Linked DNA regions of Sus scrofa: region 2 is linked to region 1. The links are chromatin contacts, called in public HiChIP or PLAC-seq maps. All regions are on one chromosome and are shown on one strand. Each heading gives the region's core, a stretch centred on a gene start, on an enhancer-like site or on the middle of the called end of the contact. The rest is flanking DNA. Distances are from core to core; before and after follow the strand shown.

Evidence for each region. HiChIP or PLAC-seq counts read pairs in DNA pulled down with a chosen protein or histone mark.
Region 2: an H3K27ac HiChIP or PLAC-seq map of skeletal muscle shows a contact between it and region 1. The contact joins two enhancer-like sites. A contact is called at or near these places in 5 of 47 Hi-C or Micro-C datasets (omental adipose tissue, psoas muscle, skeletal muscle and 1 more) and 1 of 2 datasets of contacts at active chromatin or transcription factors (skeletal muscle).

The regions. Positions count from the first base shown.
Region 1 is chr14:81,240,739-81,245,508 of Sscrofa11.1, forward strand. All of the region lies in intron 4 of LOC106506054 (a long non-coding RNA gene), which reads right to left. Among named protein-coding and RNA genes, the nearest start is that of ZMIZ1, 170 kb to the right of the region's middle. Within about 2 kb of position 1,858, at least 12 of the 83 cell types and tissues checked have an H3K27ac peak or open chromatin away from gene starts, as enhancers often do. A contact at or near this core is called in skeletal muscle, where this site is marked.
Region 2 is chr14:81,525,966-81,530,735 of Sscrofa11.1, forward strand. The region is part of intron 4 of ZMIZ1 (zinc finger MIZ domain-containing protein 1); the gene reads left to right. Among named protein-coding and RNA genes, the nearest start is that of TRNAK-UUU, 73 kb to the right of the region's middle. Within about 2 kb of position 2,581, at least 5 of the 83 cell types and tissues checked have an H3K27ac peak or open chromatin away from gene starts, as enhancers often do. A contact at or near this core is called in skeletal muscle, where this site is marked.

The DNA of each region.
Region 1 (4,770 bases), core at 608-3,107:
CCCCAGAAGACCAGCCCATTGCGGAATCTTTTTTTTTTTCTTTTTCTTTTTATAGCGGCACCTGTAGCATATGGAAGTTTCCAGGCTAGGGGTGGAATCAGAGCTGCAGCTCCCAGACACAGCCACAGCAACACCAGACCCAAGCCATGTCTGTGACCCATGCCATAGCTTGCGGCAATGCAGGATCCTTAACCCACTGAGTGAGGCCATTGATCGAACCTGCATCCTCATAGACACTATGTTGGGTTCTTAACCCACTGAGCCACAACGGTAACTCCCCATTGTAGATTCTTGATGAAGATTCTTCACTAAGCAGGGCCTCCTCTTTAAAAGAAAAGTCTTTGTGTATGTTTCCTAATGCCCCGAACTCCATTCTCTGGAATATTGGGACCCAGACCGACAGCCACTTAACTGTCTTGGGTGGTCCAGCTCCTTACAGTGTGATACTGCCTGCAGGGGGTCATCAAGGGTCTCAGTCTTTCCTGAGCCAAATTTTGGGAGGAGACACCCAGTCAAGGGGTTGGAGGGTGGACAAAGGCCATACGCACAGAGAACAGAAACTGGAAAAACTCAGCTTCCAGATAATCATGGCAAAGTGGAAAAAGGTCATGGCTGCCTTCATTCAAGGGGAGGAAGCATGACACCAGGCTGCCTGGGTCTCTGAACTCAGAGTCAGGGCCCTAAGGGAGCACTGACTCACAGAGGGGAAGCTGAGGCCTAGAAGGGGGAGTTCAGCATAAGACACTCAGCAGGTGGCTGCAGAGCCAGAGCCCAGAGCCCAGTGCCCTACTGCCAGGTCCACCTCTGAGCAGGGCCACTGGTGCCAGGCAGACTGGCACTTCACATCACAGCTTAGTGCTCCTTGCTGGGTCTCTCTGGGGCAGGATTTGGGTGTATGGCCATGGTGGGTTCAGGGGCACTACAAGACTTCCACACCTGCAGATAGCCTGTGGACACCTTGCCCCAACCAGGAGGGGCCTTGCCAGAGCCTGCAGTGCCCCCCTGGGAAGAAGTGAGGGTCAGCCGGGCCCACAATCCCCTCTCCTGACCCCTCCCTCCTCCTTGTATCCCCCACTCTGTCCCTATGTCCCCAGACCCTGACCTCGTTCACCCACCTCTGCGCTCTCACTCTTCTGACTTACTTTTGATTCACCCGATTCTCCTTTTCTCTTTTTTCTCTGCATCTCTGTTCCTCTCTCGTTCTCTCTCATGCGTACGTGTGTGCGTGTGTGTGTCTGTGTATTCACTAGGTTTGTTTATCTCTCACACAGCCTTGCAGTATAGCTGAGAACACACTTTTTCATTTATTACCTCATTTGTTTGACAACAACTCTGTGAAGAAAGCAGGGGGAAAAAGAAGGATGATTACTTCTCTCTGTGCCCAGGCTGAAGGCAGAGGCTCAAAGAGCTTGGGAGTGTCTAAGGTCACACAGCTGTCAGGGCCACCTCCTGACAGGAGCATCAGCCAATGTCGGTAAGAGCATCTGTGCGGGGAGTGTTCTGGCCACACTGAGTGCGGGGCGATGCCCAGCCACCTCTTACTCCACTGCAGTGAGCTGCCTGAGCCCTGAATTTCTCTGGGCTTGTTCTGACCCAGATTCTTCCAGATCAGCCAGCCTGACTCCAGACGGACAGCTCCACCGTCCCTAGATGTCCCCAGAGGTCCCTGGATGTGCCAGTAACTGTCAGCATGGTGATTCCTGGAAGCAAGTCTCTGGGGACCATGGCCTGGCCCTGCAGAGTCGTTCGAGGCAGCGAGTCCTGTCTGTTGATGAGTGGCCCCTCGGCTGTGCTGGAGGGGGCTCCCATGGAGATCAGCCTTGTGCTGGAGAGGACAGGGATCCTTTGTCCTGAGCCTGGAGTTTGGCCAGCTGTGGAACAGCCCAGGAGGGATCTGCACTGAGAGTCACTAGGCAGACAGGCATGAGAGTGATGCTTCACTGTCAGGAGCCGCTGCCTGCTGGACCTCTCCTGGGGGGTCTCCCAGGCACCTCCATCACATCCGGGCTCAACATCCCCTCCCACTACCACTGCTAAATCACTCCTACTGGACACACCTTTGGGGAACAAAGAACACCACCAACCAGCATTTGGGGTCACCAACGGCTCCTCAAAGCCCCTCACTCTCAAGCCACATCCCATGAGGGCCACCTCCAAACTGGCCTCCTCTCAGGCTCTCCGTCTCCCCACTTCTGCCACATGGTTCTGTTCTGGATTTCTGCACTTGCTCCCTTCCTGGGCTTTTGCCTCTCATCCACCCCACCTCCACCATGCCCTCCCATCCCAACCATCTCTGCAGAAGAGGAGCAAGAGTGTAGGCTTGGGTTCTGCAGCCAGACAGACCTGGATTTGTGTTCTTGTGCTACTTCTATTAGTGTGACTTTGGGCAAATTACTTACTTTCTGAGCATCTTGACATCAGTGAGCTAATTCTCTTGACTCTCTGTTCATGCTTACGAAGGGACCTACTAATTATGATTTGACTTCCTGCTAGAATAATCTACCAGAAGAGAGCATGCTGAACAGAGGATGAGGCTATTCTACTCAACATAACAGATGTAGGTAGCTCTCTTTGTAAATTCATTATTTGGTATTCTTGTCTGCCAAAAAAAAAAAAAAAAAAAACATAGAATAGAGTAGAGTAGGATAAAATGTCCAAATTAGATGGAGAAATCTGAGGACCTTCTCATAACAATAACAACATCAAAGATGAAGGTGGGGAAAAGGAGAATATGTGTGACTATCCTGCCTTCAAAGACCTGGAAGGCTACTAATAGAATAAGGCCTAGGCTTGTTTTTGTGGTCTTAAGATGCACATGTGGACAGATTTAAATTGAAGTAAGTAACTACCACCTTACTAAATAATTGGGTAGTGAGCCACCTATAACTGGAGGTATGCAAGAAGAAGCTGTGCAAACCTTGGCAGAGAGGTGTCAATCTTCAGCCTTCTTTCTTCCTTTTAACTGCTAACACATTCACTCAACCACAAAGCTCTTAAGTCTGTCTGTCCCCCTCCATCCCCACAGCCACCACCCTGGGCCAAGCCACCATTCCCTCCTTCCTAGATGAAGCAACAGCTCTGGGATGCTTCCCTGTCTCCAAGCTTGCCTCCTCCCCTTCATCATTTCCGGATGTACTCTTCCTAAAGCAAGAAAGAATAGGGTCATTCTGTTCACCTACCACAATCCCACTCCCTGGCCATCATTGCCCTCCTCAGTGCAGAGTCTGAACTCCATAGCACGGGTACCAAGGCCTCCTTACCCAGTCCTGATCACCTCTCCAGTGCACTGTCACCACTCACACCCCCACACGTGATGCTCAGACAAAAGGAGCTACCTGCTGCCTGCTGTTGCTGCCTCCTCTCTCCCCACAACACCCCCCACTTCCCTGGCTTTGCAGACACCACTATCTTTGCCTGCAAGACTGTTGCCTTCTCCATCCCTGCCTGGATGACTCCTACTGTCAAATCATGTCTGAGCTTCCACCTCTCCCCAGAACACCTTCCTAGGTATCCCGTGCACACACCCAGCCTGGGCTAGACCTCTGTAGAAGCCGCATGTCCCTGCTCGCAGCCCGTTATCTCCACACTACATCAGCTGTGGCTTGTCCCTTTCCCCCAAGAAGAACTCAAGGTCAGGGGCCATGCAGGCTTCACCACGACAGCCCCGCCCACACCTGCCGCATTGAATCAGTTCAGCAGCTGCTGGTTAAAGACAGGAAGGAAAGGGGGTGAGGTGGGCACGATGCAGGAGGCCAGGCAAGCGGGGCTGGAGGCTGCCTTTGATGTCCTAGCCCAGCCTGCTTTTCTAGAGCTCAGTCAGAGTACAGGGAGGGAGGACTTGTTACTAGGTTAGGGGCCCTCTGAATAAATTTCTGCTCCTTGGGCCTCTGGCTAGCCAGGGAGTACCACGGGACCACCAGCCAGAGGCCGGGCCCAGGGCCAGGAGGAGAAAGGAAAGCTCCTGGGCAGCGGGGGGAGGTCGGGTCCTTGTTGGCTTGAATGACAGTCCCCAGGCCCAGGCAGGACCATGGCCCCGGCTACTCCTGGGCACTGAGGCCTCTACACCATTTGGAATTCATCACAGCCAGGGCTGGGCTGGGCGCTGGATCTGGCTAACATTATCTTGGAATGTTCAGGGCCTCACATGTATTCTCCAGCTGGTTCCCAGGGACCAAGGACACAGAAGTGCCCCTCCCCACCCCCACCCGCCCTGCTCTCCACATACCCCCCAGGGCAGCCAGACAGGGATAAGAGGAAGGGAGGGACAAGACGGGACACAGATGCCCATCTGGGCTCCAGGCCCTGGCCAATGGCAGGAACAAAAAGAGCCAGAAGAGTGGCCCAGTCCCCTCCCCAGACCCAAGGCATCCACCGCTACCGCTGCCACCACTAATTAGTGCTTACTACCACTAATTACCACTGATGTGGTTAACCAGCTCTATGCCTCTTACCCATATAAATTTATTTCATCCTTATAACAACCCTATGGAGTAGGTGCTGCTATTAACCTTGTTGGCAGATGAGGAAACTTGCCTAGAGTCCCACAGGGACATGTCCAGGGCCAGGATTTAAACCCAGACAGGCAAGCTTCTACTTGCTGCTTCAGATTCTACTGCTTCCAGAATATTCTGGAAGCACTAGAGCTGCAAATAAAGGCTGCACCCAACCCTGAGTCCTTCAGACTTGAGCAAGAATGCTTTGGGGCCCCAGCCATGGACTGTTCGCTGTGCAGCCCGTCTTTAGGATCGTCACCTTCCTAGGTGCTAAGAA
Region 2 (4,770 bases), core at 1,331-3,830, 290 kb after region 1:
GACCCGTGTCCTAGGCCTGTTTCCTTATCTGTAAATGATAGACCTGAGCAGATCCTCAAATCCATTCTAGATCTTAGCCGTATGGAGTGTTTGCTTTGGGAGTTCCCATTGTGGTGCAGCAGAAACGAATCTGACTAGGAACCGTGAGGTTATGGGTTCGATCCCTGGCCTCACTCAGTAGGTGAAGGATCCAGCATTGCCATGAGCTGATGCGGCTTGGATGCAGTGTTACTGTAGCCATGGTGTAGGCCGGCAGCTGTAGCTCCAGTTAAACGTGGTGCAGCCCTAAAAAGACAAAAAAGACCGTTTGCTTTTTTATCATCTATCACTTTTAGCTCAAGTAAATGCCTGCTTTCTGATTGCTCTGTTTCCTCCACACACAATTTTTAGGGGGAAATGTTTTTTAAAATCTGACAGTTTATAGCAGCTAACTATAAGAAAAGCCAGACAAAGTTCATAAAAATAAAAGCCCAGGCTCTGAAGAAACAGCTACTGTCCTAAAGCAGTCAGGCATCCCTGTGTGACTCAGTAATAATCGCTCACCCACTCTGAGCCTCAATTTTCTCCTCCACAAAATAGGATAATACTTGTCCACTAGCTGCTGTGAGGCTGATTGATGATGTAAGGTTTGTTGAAATGTGGCTGGCTTGCCTGAGTGATCTAGATGTGGGCTCTCAGCTTGAGAAGGGCCTGGCTGTGACTTCCAGTTTTGGGGAAAGAGAATTAAAGTCAGGAATTGGGAACTCGGCTTGAAGATCTCTGCTCGTGCCTTGACTGGCTAGTGAGCCCCCGCTAAGCTCTCCCCATTCTGGGGCTCTCTTCACTCTCCTTTTAGAAATGGAGCTGCCCAGAAGTTTTCTTCTCATGTGTAGGCACCAGGTGGTTAAGATGGCTGGACAGGAGTTCCTGTAGTGGCACAGTGGTTAACAAATCTGACTAGGAACCATGAGGTTGCCGGTTCGATCCCTGGCCTTGCTCAGTGGGTTAAGGATCTGGTGTTGCTGTGAGCTGTGGTGTAGGTCACAGACGCAGCTCGGATCTGGTGTTGCTGTGGCTCTGGCGTAGGCCAGCGGCTACAGCTCTGATTAGACCCCTAGCCTGGGAACCTCCATATGCCGCGAGAGTGGCCCTAGAAAAGGCAAACACCCACCCACCCACACACAAAAGAATGGCTGGACAGCAGGGAACAGTGTGGAGGATTGGTTGAGCATGTCTGGACCCAGTGGGAAAAGTGCGTGACTGATTAGCCATGCCTGTTATGGGTGCAGGAGGTGGGGGTGGCGTCCCACACACCACAGCCCTGCCATTCCTGTGCTAGTTGGTCCTTGAAGGCTCGTCTAGCTCTGACTCTCCCACGGACATACCGTCCGCCCTGCCCCTGTCTGGAGCTCCTAGAGAATGCCAGGTGGGTGGATTTGGAGTCTTGAGCTGGGGTAGAGAAGGGACAGTGGAGAACACCTCTTTGTCTGAAAAGCTGGAGCTGTAAGAACATCTGCAGGGTATTTATAGCCTTCTGGAGGATACCAGCTGGTGGTCGGGAACCCTGGCTCCATCTCCAGCTTCATCTCACCCTGTGTCCTCCCAATGTCCTGAGGAAATTATTTCCACCCTCCCTCTTCCCCATTTCATGGTGCATGAACCTTTGGAATCGTAGGCCAGATCAGGGTCACTGCATGGGCACTTCTATTCTAGGGAAAGCTTGCGGTCCAGACCCAGCACCAGACAGCATCATGCTGTGACTCCCTGTCTCTGCACTGTCCTCAGGGTTATACAGCAGTGACAGTCACCTTTCTCACACACAGGGGCAGGGAAGGAAATGAGGAGGAAGCCTGCCACATTCCATGGAGAGCATGATGCAATAAAACATCATGAGCTGTATAACCAGACTGGGGCTCAAGTCCTGGCACTGCCACTTTCAGTAGTGTGGCACTGAGCAAGTCATCAGAACTTTCTGAGCCTCAGTTTCTTCTTCTATAGTATGGTAATAATAATTAGAACATCACAGTGGAATTCTGAGGCTTAAGGTGATATGAGTAGAGAACCTAGTATCTGGCACATATAGCTTCAATAGTTGCCGCTTTCTCTTTCCATGCCGAGGAAACAAAAAGCAGTGGTGGCATAGCCTTGGGGATGAGAGCAAATCTAGCAACCTTATCCAGAGCTGAAGCTGGCCCTCCTTCACCTCTGGGGGAGAGAAGCTGTCAGGGAAAGTTCCCTGTGAGGTCATGGATTTGGAGTCTAGCCAGAAGGTGGCAGGAGGATTTGGCCTCAAGGACGTAGCCTGGGCCTGCTAAGGTGTCACATGCCCCAGAGGGATGGGACACCCAGAGTGCAGATTCCCAGCTCAGGGTGGGTCGGGATATGTGTCAGGGCAACATCAACATTTTCTCCTAGATCAGCCAGCCTCCCTCTCTAGATGAACTCCTGTGCCCCTAAACAGGTTGTCAGGTATACATAGCTGTGTGGGGCTGGCCCTCAGGAAGCCCCCAGTCTGAAACACCCAGGGTACGTTGTGTTGTCCCTTTAACCACCATTGACAGTGGGGGTTCCCATAGGGTGGGTACTGGGAGATTGGGTCATGGAGAGAAGTAGGTCTACCCTTCCAGGATCCTCAAGTGTCAAGCCAAAGCCTCTGGGGCCAGCGGGTGCAGAGTCTTGGCCTAGGGGCATTCCCCGAGTTGAGGAGGGGGACCTGGTTTGGGACGAGCTCTTGTCCAAATCAGGATTTCCCTTTTCTGAACACTCTACCCTGAGCCACTTCACTTACTCAGCTCCTCAGCCCAGTGGGTTAGGGAAGGGATGCACCTTTCTGCCTGACAGATGAGAGCACAGGCTCCGGGAGATAAAGCGCCCCCCCCGCCCCACGGCCTCACAGCCAAGACGATCTGGCTCTCGGGACCCACCCCCTACCCAGGGACCTCACCCTGTGCAAGGCCACAAGCTGACCCAAGGGCCTGCTCCAGTTGCCCGGCCAAGAATGGGAAGCAGCTGGTCCTGGTCAGCTGCCTGGAGCTGCCTCTTCCCTCCTCCCCCCTCACGTTCTGTCCCTCTGCTTCTCCTCCTAACTTCCCTGGGGTAGGGCACAAAGTCACTCTGACTGTCTTTGCCTCACCACCACCCTCTTCCTCTGTCTCCAGGCAGTGTACCCAGTGTAGGCACCGAAGATTGGGTGTGGAAGTGTCACCTGCTGTGTGACCACAGGGAGCTGCTACATCTCTCTGAGCTCCTTTATCTCTCTTTTTTTTTTTTCTATTTTTTATTTATTTGTTTTTATATTTTTTAATTGTTATTTCCCCGATACAATTTTTTTTCTGCTGTACAGCATGGTGACCCAGTTACACATACATGTATACATTCTTTTTTCTCACATTATCATGCTCCATCATAAGTGACCAGACATAGTTCCCAGTGCTACACAGCAGGATCTCATTGCTAATCCATGTCAGGATGGCTGAGGGGTCTAAGGCACCAGACTCAAGCTTCTGCTTCCTTTATCTTTAAGATGAGAAAGGCATGGGATTCCTGTCGTGGCGAAGCGAAACGAATCCGAGTAGGAACCATGAGGTTGCAGGTTCGATCCCCAGCCTCGCTTAGCAGGTTAAGGATCCAGCGTTGCCATGAGCTGTGGTGTAGGTGGCAGATGCAGCTCGGATCTGGCATTGCTGTGGCTGTGGCATAGGCCAGCAGCCTGTAGCTCCTATTGGACCCCTAGCCTGGGAACCTCCATATGCCGTGGGTGCGGCCCTAAAGAAAAGCCAAAAAAAAAAAAAAAAAAAAAAAAAGATGAGGAAGGCATCAAACTACAGTGCTTTCTTAACCTCAGTCACTTTCTTCCATTTATACTGGTTAAGATGTTCCTTTAGTCTGTTTAGGTCTGCCATCCCTCCCTAATTTAATCCTATCCTAAATAATAATATCCACCAACTCACCAGTGATCATTGTTTTAGTCCACATCCTTCACTATGAAAATGTAAATGTCTTCCCACCTAAAATCCTCCTTATTCTACCAGTGGTTATATGCATCACTCTTCGGGAACCCCAGACCGGGTTGTCAGAGTCTCTTTCAGTCCTGCGATGCTCTGATTAGGGCTGAGTCATTGAATTTTCTTGCCACTCTGGGCCCAGTGATGGTCATCTGTCCACCCATCTATCCATCTATCTGATGAGCATTGTTGAGTACCAGGCTCTAGGCTAAGCTGTGGGAATCCATAACTAGAAGATATCCCAGCTGATGGGGGAGACTGATGCAAAGACACCCCACTGGTCTAGTGCCACCAAGCTGGGGTGCATGACGGGGGCACTGAGGACATAGGAATAGACAACCGAGAGGGTGGTCGTTGAACCAGGCCTTAATGGAGAAGGGGGCCAGGCATTCTGGGCTGAGGCACAGAGGCAAAGACCTGGAGGTGTGACCTTCAGAATGCAGTCCAGGAGGCAGGGAGCAGCATACGGTGGAGGACATGGGATCTGGTGAGGAGTGGTGGGAACCGGGGGCCAGGCCAAGGAGGACCTGGACTGACACTGTCACGTGCAGGTCATCGCTGAACGTGGGGCCCACAGTATTTGCCCCTCTTGGAGTCCAAGAGCTAGAAAGGGGCTGGCTGGGGTGGGTCCACTGGAACCCCACGCTGTCCTGCCAGACTGAGCGGCGGGCAGGTCCCAAGCTCCCTGGCCCTGGTGATGTCTTGGAACGCAGGATCTGCTCTGCAGACTAGGTACAGCCCCCCCACCTCTGCTGCCGGCATCGCTCGCCCCAGGGGATCCGAGCTG